2 separate regions of the Bombyx mori genome follow, and region 2 is linked to region 1. The links are chromatin contacts, called in public Hi-C maps. All regions are on one chromosome and are shown on one strand. Each heading gives the region's core, a stretch centred on a gene start, on an enhancer-like site or on the middle of the called end of the contact. The rest is flanking DNA. Distances are from core to core; before and after follow the strand shown. Region 1 overlaps Gro (groucho). Region 2 has its middle 14 kb from the start of Gro.

Region 1 (2,929 bases), core at 279-2,778:
TACATACACACGTACAGAAGAATTATATAAATAAATAATAATAATTTTTTGTCTAAAACTTTGCTCTATATCTTTACTGGATCTCAAGCCTAACACCGAAGCGAATAATACACGGGTGTGTGGCATCTGTCCAAACGTTTCGCGATACCTCGTCACCGGGCTGTCATTGCTCAGTAATTCGACTGTAGCTCGATTACCAAACAATTGGAAGGTCGACGCTCTTCTCAATATTAGTCAAGCGTCAACAAACACAACTATGCAATACACGTGCCTAACCTATAACATTCTTTTATATTCGAATAACACCATTACGGATAGTTTCGAAATAATGTAGGTACCTACATAATTTAAACAAATTTGTTTGCTACAAGCTGTCGCTTCTTCTGACGTACGATGTCAAGATAAAGAATGATCGGCATAAAAATATATATATTTAATTGGTGACATCGTTAATATCGCTTCGTTAAACGAATTTAAAATGAAAATACTTATACGAAACGAGCAGTGGTACGTGTAAAGTGAGTTGATTCTCTAAAAGCGCGGCTTTCAACAGGTCGCAAGTTCGACGGTCGTTAATTAAACGATCTAAGCCGCTCAAGACGGGTCGGTTGGCTTCCAGCCAAAGACGAACTATCGATAAAATTGCTACAAACTACGACCATTATAGAAAATTATTTTATTATTCTACAGTCTGGCACGTTCGCCACGAATTAACGTGTTTGTATAATTCGAATCGTTTTTTTTTTGAAATGAGCGTGGCTGAAAAACATATCAGTTCGCATCAATCTCTACGCATTTATTGTGTGACTTCACTCATTTTCTATCTCACAAACGATACTCAAACCGACAACGAAAAATGATTCGTCCTCGAATTGCGTTTCTCTAAATCATTTCACAATACTCTAATTGTATTTTTCATGCGGCAAGTGTCGTGAGGACTTCATTGCAAGCATTATTTCAATAGGCTCATTCGCAGTCCGGTGCCAAGTTGTTAGTGTGACCTATTCTCGCGATGTGTTAACGTTACCGCGTTCGGAATCCGTGAATAGGTGTGTACCGGTGACGAAAATAAATCACTTTAAAGATAATGAGGACAAAAATAAAGCGTTGGAAGTCACTCGTCGCTCATCTGTCTGCGGCTTATAGTCTCTCTCGAGTACCGTGAAGAACTGGCTGCCGGCCAACTCGATCACCGTCCCATCTACTATGTTGCTGTTTTCACATTCCGTTGTATTGACTCCGCATCAAAATTATTTGTCCCATTCATTTGACATAATATATTCTTTCTGAATTTATATTTAAATCTTTTTAGTTTTTAAGTAGTATAGATTTTACAATGCAATAATTTGAGCTCTAATTTCATGTCTTCATGGTTTATTGACAGAATCAATCTTAAGTATACCTTCTGAATAATATGGAAAACGGGAAACACTCCGCAACCTAAAGTACTAAGAGGGCCGTCGCCCTCAGCCGAGAGGATTTACGCACATGTGCGGATATAGCTCACTGAGCAGCCTTCGAGACACCGGCAAAACGTAATATCGACCTCCCCCTATAAAACACTCTAATTTAAATAAAAAAAACGGCGCCACCTTCCGTATGTCGGTCCTTTTTTATTACGAACCTTTTTTTATTTTCGGGTCAGCTCGGGATCAAAGGGGCTCTCCCCTGAGAGTGGCCGCCCGCGCTGCTACTCCTGTCTCCATCTGATTTGAGACGATTTTGTCGCCGATTTGTGAACAGAGAGCATTCGTCAATTGGGGAAAAGTTAGGCAATCTATTAAAAATCACTTAAGTATTTTTGTATATCGTTTTATATATTCATAAACGATACTTATAAAAGAAATATAAATTAAAATCAGTAAACAATACAAATTATTATTATCATAACCCAACTTCGGCGCTAAAGTACATAAAGTTTCGGTTCGATGAACTAACAGCGCATTAAAGCAGTGCGAGTCGAAAACTCGAGAGGGATAGATAACGCGAAGTATCATGCCATTGTATTCGAGCAATGTGCGTAAAGTTGTCTACGGAGCGATGCGACGGGGAGGAAAGGGAATGAAACGTTGTCATCGCAACAATATCGGCGGGTAAATCATTTCTCGTTCTGATTTTATTCCGCGCCGTCGATTCCGAGGGTGGCGCCCGACCTCAGAAGGTAATAGCTTCCAGATACCGACTCCCTCTCGTGTTCACCTATACACGAATGTTCGCATTGAAACAATATTCACGTAACTCGTACTGATCGATAAGAACGTGCGACCTCGCATGCGGATACACGGACCGATTCCGATTAATCTCATTCAGACACTTTCTTAGTAATTGGAAAGTAAAAACATCGATACGAGTGCGCGAAATACAAGCGTAAAATGTAAGTTTATACAACATTATCTTTACAGATAGGTAATCGAACATGTGCGCGCGTGTAAATATACCCGTATCTGTTTCCCCGTCGATCGCTTTATAAACAAGTGAGTCGTGAAACATTTCTATCTAGTTTACGTCGGGTCTCGCGCCCTCTGATAAAAATTACGAGGAGAATAAATCGGGGCGGCGTGGGGCCGGGGCGCGTCGAGTAACATGAATTTGTCATTTCTTCCCGGGCACGTTCACGGCCGGTGATAAATATTGCATCGCAGGCCGCCGTATCTCGCGCTTATACCAAGAGCCGCATTAACTTTTCCCCTGTCGCTTAGTTGAAGCTTCTTGTTTTTCGACGCCCCGGACTGAGTTAGGGGCCGCTCTTTCGTCACTTCCAATCAAATTATGTAATCAGTTTACGGCTCATCCGGCCCGAGAATTTTTCCTTTCATCTTAAACATTTTTCTATTGAATTACATTGTAAGCATAAATATACCTATTATTATGAGAAGAATAGAATGTCGTCGGAGCATTTCTTTCATCGTCTTATTTTGTTTTACGATCC
Region 2 (3,074 bases), core at 72-2,571, 48 kb before region 1:
ATTATAGATCTATGGATTTATATCTCTTTGATAAGCATAGGGGACTTAATGAGTTGTGAATCTCACCCAATTGGTTTTAAAGCTTTGATATAACGCCGACACAAGTAGTACCTACGAACTATGTCAAAATCTAACATTTCAGCTATTTAAATATGTCTTTGATTAGTGGAACAGCTAATCTTATTATTCCACGTGTAATTACTTGATACTTTGTGGAATGATCCTAAAAAGTATTAATTATCTAAACTGTTGTCACTTGTAAATATTTTTCGTTAATAAATACTAAAATAGGACGATATTTATTAATTATTTATTTGTATTAAGTTAAATAATTAACTAAGTCCTTGCATTATTCTAATTAAAAATATATTAACGTATTTCTCGCTCCTATACCTACCTACCTACACGAATAGTTTTCCTTAAAGATTATTAATTTAATGAGATATGTTATTGAATTTGTAGTACAAAATTTTATAATAATATCCAAATTAATTACATTTGAATATTTATCAAAGAGACCGCAACACGGTTGCAATGTTAATACAAACACCCGTAGGACTTCAGGGAAAACTATTTTAGGACTATTGAGTACGTACGTTCGTTTCCTTGAAATTAATTTATGTTTACTTTGCAATTATTGGAAATGTTTATTTAATTTAATTTATAACATCAACGTGCACCTATTATGTAGGTACACGAAATGTACCTATACTAAGTAATTTAAACCTTATTTCCAGTAGATAAGGCTACAAAGTTTTCGATCTAAAAAAGTCTATAGATTTAAGGCCGAATTTCTTTAGAAAAAGCGGTTCGTAGATACTTATACATATATTGGGAATTTTATAGCTTGTTACCTACTATGTAATTTAAATCTTATTTCCAGTAGGTTAGACCACAAAGTTTTTGATCTTAAAACAAATCTATAGATTTAGGGCCAAAATTCGTTGCAAAAAGCGGTTCGTAGATAAGACTTAGGTACGTATTCGTGAATTTCATAGCTTGTTCTATATAACCTAATTTTTTTAATTAAACTATAAAAAAGTATCAAATTTTTACTGGCCATTTTAAATGATAAAGAACTTTATTGTTATGCTAACAAAGATTAATCTTTAAAAAAATATTATGACATAAATCACGTTTTACACCCCTACCTACTAGTTTTGATTTCCGCAAAAGGCGAAAGCTATGCATTCGATCCGTGTTTAATATGTAACCTGTCCAGCATCACGGGTTCCGTACGTCGTCGGGAGTACAATGAGTGATGGCGACAATTGCTTCCAATTGACACAGTTGCGCCGCCGTCAGCCCACACGCACACACATGCAGCTCGCATTGTGTTCACACAGCACTTGTTCGGTGTAACTTGGCCACTCCGTTTACATCACTCGGAGGTACATAGTATTCGAACTTTGATAAAGCGGCGCGACACGATAACCCTCTTATCGTGGCTGCTAATTACATATCGGACCTAGACGGGGCAAGGTAAAGCCGCAACAAAAATATGTCTTCCAACTTGATCCGCTCTCGTTGCTTTCAAGCTCTTCAAGCACCGGTCACTGTCCTTTTTCGACGAAGAGTTCGCCGTGTAACCTACCACATAGATAGAACCCACTGAGTTCCTCGCCGGATCTACTCAGTAGGTCGCGATTCCGATCGGATGGTAGATTTAGTCAAGTACTGCTCTTGTTAGGGCTAGTGTTAGCAATTCTCTTAGGTTGAGTCTGTGAGTTCACCTACCTGTCCGCGCGTAGTTGAAATAGCCCCTTAGGCTTACAACGATTAGGGAGAAAATAAGATTTCCTTACTATGTAGATCATAGGTCACGTAGTAATGAGACTTATCTCAAGACGTGAGGTTGAGTCTGAATTGCTTAATATCTACTCCGCCCTTAAATCTAGGCATATCTCCAATCCCACTTCTAGGCATGAAGGATTTTTCGCCGTTTCAATTAATTATTATGAGTGAGATACGTACTTAGTACTAATCGTAAAACAATAACCTAATTCAAGTAGTCGACGTCGCAATTGTACAAGTCGTGTTACATTAGCATAGAACAGATGTGCTTCGTAAACAAATACGTTATTGCACCGAATGATTCGTCATACCCACGCACGGAAAATGTTGCCATAACGACGGCCCCCAGAAAGATATATAATATAATAATAATAATAATAATGAATGAATAAGTAGTTTTATTTTATTTTATTATGTAGCGTTTTAATTACTTACCCTTAGCTTTTCGATTAAAATTTTCTATGAAGAGTACTTATTCTTAAGTTAAACAAAAAAAAAAACAGATTTGAAATAAGATTTTTTATTTTTGTGATAGTACGTATCGTTTATTTGAATGCAACCGTTAAATTCGTGTAGTTTGAAAATTAAGTAGGGACCAATGTAATATAGTCGATAGGTACTGTAGATAGATTGTAGCTAGAAAAATCTATTTTGACCTTTTCGAGCGGTTCACGGCCCATGTGGCGATAAGCGATTCGACTAACAAAATAGTGGACACATACTTAAATCTTCGGTGGGAGTCGAATATCGTTACGTCAGTTAGGTTCCACTCGGCAAACGAGGCCGAGGATTGTTTTATAAGTTTTTTAAAACATTTGCGAATATTCATATCGAATAATCAATACAATAATGAATATTCAATCGAATAACGCATATCAGATATAACGCGATTTAATTTTAACAATTTCAAATATCGTCTTTGTTAATATTAACGGTTACGTAAAAAAAAAGGAAAGTTTAATTTAAGGAATTCTCTTTAGTGTGGTAACATTGACAACACCAGCAAAGGACATACTGTTACTAATCAGTAACGTAATACAGCGTGGTTTATTTAAATACTGAATTATTTACAAGTACATACCTTATACGGTACGCTACAATATTGGTTCTGATAGACTCGCGAAATTCGAACATACTAAAACGACAAGTATTTTTGAGTACGAGTTTTAATAAGTCAATATTAATTTCGGTTATAAGAGCAGTTCGTTGACGTTACGGCTTCTTTGTCGGTTTAATGACATCTTTTTTTTCTTTTTTTTTCTGTGTCATAGTTAAGAGAG

What was found. Hi-C and Micro-C count contacts between places; a contact is called where the count stands out from the background.
Region 2: a Hi-C map of middle silk gland shows a contact between it and region 1, with 2.9 times the contacts expected there. The contact joins two enhancer-like sites. A contact is called at or near these places in 5 of 7 Hi-C or Micro-C datasets (middle silk gland, midgut, posterior silk gland and 1 more).

The regions. Positions count from the first base shown.
Region 1 is chr21:9,425,595-9,428,523 of ASM3026992v2, reverse strand. The region is part of intron 5 of Gro (groucho); the gene reads left to right. Among protein-coding and RNA genes, the nearest start is that of Gro, 33 kb to the left of the region's middle. Within about 2 kb of position 1,528, at least 5 of the 8 cell types and tissues checked have open chromatin away from gene starts, as enhancers often do.
Region 2 is chr21:9,472,743-9,475,816 of ASM3026992v2, reverse strand. No RefSeq gene overlaps it. Among protein-coding and RNA genes, the nearest start is that of Gro, 14 kb to the right of the region's middle. Within about 2 kb of position 1,321, at least 7 of the 8 cell types and tissues checked have open chromatin away from gene starts, as enhancers often do.